2 separate regions of the Zea mays genome follow, and region 1 is linked to region 2. A link is a contact called in public Hi-C data. All regions are on one chromosome and are shown on one strand. The core of a region is the stretch at or near the end of the contact, and the rest is flanking DNA. Distances in the headings are between cores, read along the strand shown. Region 1 overlaps LOC100282607 (polygalacturonase). Region 2 holds the start of LOC100284110 (fiber protein Fb2).

The links. Hi-C and Micro-C count contacts between places; a contact is called where the count stands out from the background.
Region 1: a contact with region 2 is called in a Hi-C map of ear, with 2.4 times the contacts expected there. The contact joins the enhancer-like site here to the promoter of LOC100284110 in region 2. A contact is called at or near these places in 2 of 25 Hi-C or Micro-C datasets (ear and tassel).

The regions. Positions count from the first base shown.
Region 1 is chr10:22,697,907-22,700,843 of Zm-B73-REFERENCE-NAM-5.0, reverse strand. LOC100282607 (polygalacturonase) reads left to right here. Exons shown (of 6, transcript NM_001155515.1): 5 at 8-78; 6 at 363-1,424. The coding sequence ends at 1,042. Among protein-coding and RNA genes, the nearest start is that of LOC100282607, 3.6 kb to the left of the region's middle. Within about 2 kb of position 1,598, at least 12 of the 20 cell types and tissues checked have an H3K27ac peak or open chromatin away from gene starts, as enhancers often do. A contact at or near this core is called in ear, where this site is marked.
Region 2 is chr10:22,424,826-22,427,611 of Zm-B73-REFERENCE-NAM-5.0, reverse strand. LOC100284110 (fiber protein Fb2) reads left to right here and starts at 1,325. Exons shown (of 5, transcript NM_001157007.2): 1 at 1,325-1,609; 2 at 1,714-1,898. The coding sequence starts at 1,546.

The sequences.
Region 1 (2,937 bases), core at 349-2,848, 270 kb before region 2:
CCATCAGCAATGTAGTGGTCCATAGTGTCACAATTCAGACTTCATTGGATGCTCCACTTAATCATGGAATCGTTCCAGGTAACGCAGCACTTGATCATCATGCATTCCTTACCTTAGTCAAAATCCATGTGACCGGAACATTTTTTTGGATATGTATCCTGAGTATCATCTACTTAAAGTATGTCTTAACTGAGACAAGTTATACTAGCCAGTTTCAGTTGTGGCTGTGTACTTGGTGGAGACAGCAAATTATTCTATGCTCTACGTTTAACATTTTAACCCATCACCTGAGGTGATTCGCCGCAGAACCATGGCCAAAACCTGATCCATTCCTCTCTGCGTATGTGTTTTTTTTTCTGTAGATTCATGCTCAAATATGTGCATCGAGGACAGCAGTATCAGTGTTAGCCACGACGCCATATCACTAAAAAGCGGGTGGGACAAGCAAGGCATTGCTTTCGGGAGGCCAACCTCAGACATCCACATAAGCAGACTGGATCTGCAGTCCTCACTGGGCGCCGCTCTCGCGTTCGGGAGCGAGATGTCGGGCGGGATCTCGGACATCCATGCGGACCGCCTCCTCATCCACTCTTCGTCCAGAGGCGTCTTCTTCAAGACCGCGCCGGGACGCGGAGGCTATATCAGAGACACCGTGATCTCAGACGTCCAGATGGAAGACGTCGACGTCGCCATCGCATTCACCGGTGACTGGCCAAGCCACCCAGATGACCAGTTCGACCCGGCCGCGCTCCCGGTGGTCAGCCACATCACCCTGAAGAACATGACTGGAACAAGAATCTCGGTCGCTGGCGTTTTGTCAGGAATCGCCGGCGACCCGTTCACCGACATCTGCCTCTCCAACATCAACTTCTCACTGGCCGATTCGGCCAGTCCCACCTCCCACTGGTCTTGCTCCAACGTCTCCGGATACTCCGAGCTGGTCTTCCCCGAGCCTTGCCTGGATCTGCAGACCCAATCCTCAGACGCTTCCGTCTGCTCCACCCTCCCTAGCTTCCACGCCGCCGCCATTGCAGCAGCGTAAATGCACAGAGAGTACAAAGTGTCCATCCTTTTTCCTGTTCCCGGTCCCCTGTACACTTCAGAGGATCTCTCAAGCCGCCTTTTCCTCCCCCGACAATTCTTTGAAGCTATAGGCGCGCCCCTGTCGTTGAAGAAAAGAATCGTTCACCGTTTTTCTCCGGCCGTCGGCTTCGAGGGCTCAGCTGCATCGCCTTTCTTGCGGGAGGCAAGCCTGGCGGCGGACGGTCGACATCGAGCTGTTAATTTGCTTGTACAGTTATGATTTCTTCATTCAATCTGTAAGAAGGAATTTTTGTGGTAGTAGAGGGTTGAGTCGAGTCCAGAGAGTTGCTTCATACGATTGTCGATTTGGTGAATAAAACACATGATGAATTCATGATCCAGTGGCTCTGTATACATCCTGTCATCCTTGTGGGTACATCCATCCATGATCCATCCAATCTAACAAACAACCAGTACACCAACACCTCACATGTTCTCGTGGTCCTGGGTTCCCCAGGCTGGCAGGCGCCTGCGGAATGTAGCCAGGCCAGGGGCCAGGCCCTCGCTCCCGTTGCTGCCAAACAAATTGGCGTCCGTCCATAGAGTTTGTTAGATGACCGAGCATGGCCATGGCCTACTGGGGGCCTGGGGGTGGGGGCGGTTTCATTGGCTTCGCTTTGTCGCCATGCAGTGCGGCGGGCGGGCCGCTGAGCTGGCGCCGTCTTGGGCGGTCGCCATTTGCGCAAGCTCCAGGCTCCAGCCAGCATTCGCATCTGCTTTGCGGTCACTTGCAGTTGCAGTGGACGGTGAACAGAACCATCACGGGAGCTGGCACCGATGATTAGCTAGCTGGTCATGCTGCTGGCGCTTGTTGTATATCTATTACGTGTTGTTCGGTTCCACTCAACAAAGTTTAGTCAATACAACATCGAATGTCTAAATGATAATTACATATATTAAATATAGTTTAATTACAAAACTAATTGTAGAGATAGAGACTAAAAGATGAGATAAATTCATTAAACTTAATCGAGATTATATTTAATAGATATTCAAACATTGGATACATGGACTAAACTTCAGTAGGGTAGCATGTGAAAGACTGAAGCAGCAGGTGCTGCATGACCCCAAAATGCCATGAAAGGCTCAGTGAACCTTGTCTTGGAACACGGGCTGCTGGTACCGAAGCTGCTGTTGGTGAGCAGGAAGCAGAATGTTACGCGAAAACTGAACACCATTGGATACCGTCATACCGAGCAGCAGATGCTCAGCCTCTGATTAAAAAAACAAAAAAAAACAAAACTGAACAGAGCTGACCATGTCATGTGCTGCAACATGTCGTTGTATCAGCTAGCGCAAGATCCATCCATCCAGGCTGCTCAGATGGCTGTGCTGCAGAGTGCAGCAGGCTTTGTTGAATGCAGTCAAAGCAGGGAGCGGACGGGATGCTGTGGACAGGGGCAGCTGGGCGTGACAGGCTCAATCAGTCCCCCTGACATGTGCCAACTGAGGATTACTGTTCCTGTGGATCTTCAGTTTTTACAGCTGATGAGATAAGAACATAACTGCTAGTAGTAGTAAGGATATCTCCTATTTTAGACCTCACTTTATAAACACAATAGTCTATAATGCAAACCAATGTTTTATACGGCTATATGCACGATCCGCTGAGCACAGTCTAACAAGTTGTTTCTTCTATCTCTATTTAAGAACTCCGTTAGAGTATCTTCCACCTAGAGATAGCAATACGACGATGGATATTTACTCCATTAGACGATGTGTATAGACTAAATATCCTATCATAGGTCTTTGTTAGACAAAATCCTTCACTCAATGGGTATGTAGATATTGGAACGTTCCCGCATTCACCCATACTCATTATCCCATGAGTATAAAACATCATGTATCACTATA
Region 2 (2,786 bases), core at 76-2,575:
AACTTTTAGAGTAATTGGCTCGACACTATAAGGAAGAATGGTACCCTTTGACTTTTCTAAGCTTTTGAAGGCAGCTTTGCTCCATCTCTGTATTGGCCTAGCTCCCGAGCTTTGAATTGATTTGAGCATCAATCAACTCAAAGGTCTTCACAATTTGTGTTTTGAGTTTAGCTTTGTCTCGTCTTTGTGTCCATTAGGTGCACCGTAGGTGCACCCAATGGATGTAGCCCCCGAGGTTTGAATTAATTTGAGCATCAATCAACTCAAAGGTCTTCACAATATGCTTTTGAGTTTAACTTTGTCTCATCTTTGTATGCACCCAATGGGTGTAGTCCTTGAGCTCTGAATTGATTTGAGCATCAATCAACTCAAAGGTCTCCACAATCTGCCTTTGAGTTTAGCTTTGTCTTATCTTTGTACCCATTGGGTGTAGCCCTCGAGGTTTGAATTGATTTGAACATCAATCAACTCAAAGGTCCTCATAATATGCCTTTAGAAGATTCTGGTTTACTGTAACAAACGGGGCCGACTGAGATTCGCCTGATTGAAACCATGGCGACTGAAACCGACATGAAGAGGTGCCCTAGGGGATACCCCTTCAGTCGGTACGATGCCGAAGAATGGGGTATCCGACTGAATGAGGTGACCAGTTGGGATGCCCGAGGCCTGTATAATATTCATAAAAAGTAAACCTCAAATTTGTTCTATATTTTATAAAAATAATTGATATAAGATTCGTATACAAATACAAATTCATTTTTTTCACATTTTTTTGTAGGGAGAAAATAATGCACACAAAAAACTACACAAAATTTTATTTTTATACTTCACAATATTCTTAATAACATAAATAAAAATTAGCTTCAAATTCTATGTTTATCTATGTTAAAATATTAGAGTTGTCATATAGGTTGGACGTTTTAGGAACATCCTTAGTCTCTGAGGGATTAAATGGAAAAAAAAATACAAGAGCTAGTCCATTCTACACGACTCTCTATATATATTGTGTGTTAACTATATTTATGAAGTGATTGATTAAAAACACATATCTACGCGACTCTCCATATTTTACATATATATTATTTCTTGATTATATTTATGATGCGACTCATTTTAAAAACATCTCAGTACTGTATTACAAAAGACAACTGTTAGTTCATTATCACACCACATCGATGGTTCTCTGACAGGTTTGGCCCACAGGCTCATGCACGTCCTCGATGCCTAGCGTTGTGCGGCAGGACTTTGAGAACCGGTGTTGACGGCATGCATTTTATTTTTTTGCATCGAACACACTGTGGTTAGTTCTAGCCTCCCAGCCACCCACGCTTCTCTCGTCCCTCCCCTTTGTCGGTGTCTTCCCCCTCTCTCTTCTCTTCTCTACAAATCTCTCTTCCGCATCCGCCGCAAAACCCTAACCTAAGCGGCTCAACCCTACGATTACCGCCGCCGCCGCCCCCCGCTCGCCCACGCAAGCTTGGGCGGGCCTCCCTCAGCTCGGCCAAGAGCCCGACCCCCTGCTCCGGCACCAGCGCCGCCACCGCCATGGATATGGAAGTGTACGAGCGCCTCACCGCCGAAACCAGTCACTACCGTGGCACGCGTTTCGGTGAGTCAGATACCCGATTCCCCCTTTCCAAGTATTTTGCGGGTCATGTGCGGAGTTTCGAGGATTTCTGGTGGAGGTTTTGACTGGGTTTTGTGCTGCCGCAGATGCGCTGATCGGGCTCGACGAGGTGGAGCCTAGTGACGAGGAAGAGGATGAGGAGGAAGAAGAGCGAGCGGCGGGTGCCGGGGCTGGAGACGAGCTGCTCTGCCCGTTCTGCAGCGAGGAGCTGGACGCGGTGGGGCTGTGGTGCCATATGGACGACGAGCACCGTGCTGAGGTCAATGCCGGGGTAATTTCATCTCATTCTTTTATGGGAAGATGCAAATTTCTAGTCTTTTCTACTATGAGCTCTTCTAGCTGTAGACGTTAGGTTATTCATCCCACGAAGTGCCGCAGAACATGTTGGATTTTTATTTCTGTATTAGTATATGGAGTATGCCTGCGTTTTTGACCTGATTTAGCTGTCAATATTAGATCTTACACGTATAGTTGTCATCTTTCGGACGTCGAGGGTCCTGCTCTTTGCATATAGCGTGTGAGTGAGCTGCTTTTATCTATGTTGGATTGGTAGTTGTAAAGATAGGGATTTTGAGCTGTGTAAGACGCCTCTGCTAGTACAAGTGTACAACATTGTATGTATCAGCTCATTTTAGTTCTAGGTCTAAAATTTTAGTAGATGGTGGGATGGAATTCTGGGCTGTGCAAGTTACGCTTGCTTTTGTACTAAGCTTGCTATGCTGCTTTTATTTCCAGTGAACAAGGTGCTTATGCTTATGTACCAAACATTGTTTGGAGGCTCCTTTTAGTTGTTAAGATTGAGATTTTAGCTGCAAATGTTGTGTTTTTCTAGTTCTCTTGTCTCCATTTGAGCCTAATTTTAGTCATAGGTCATGGATTCTGTTGCATAGATGTGCTTTTGGTTTTCAAGGTGCTTCTGTGTATATAGAAGAGTGTTTGTGCTTCTTATTTTGCTGCTAAGACAATATACCAGATTCAAAGATTGGATCTTTTTTAGGTGTCTAAGGTTTTCGTGCTCATATGCATGATGTGTTTCCTAAGTTGGTTTCAGTTGCAAAGAAGGGATTTTTGTTAGGAACCTTAGGTGGTTCTGCTTCAGCGCACGATGCTAGTTTGCTTCACCTGTTTATGGAAGATTTTCTCCCATAGTTTTACTGTA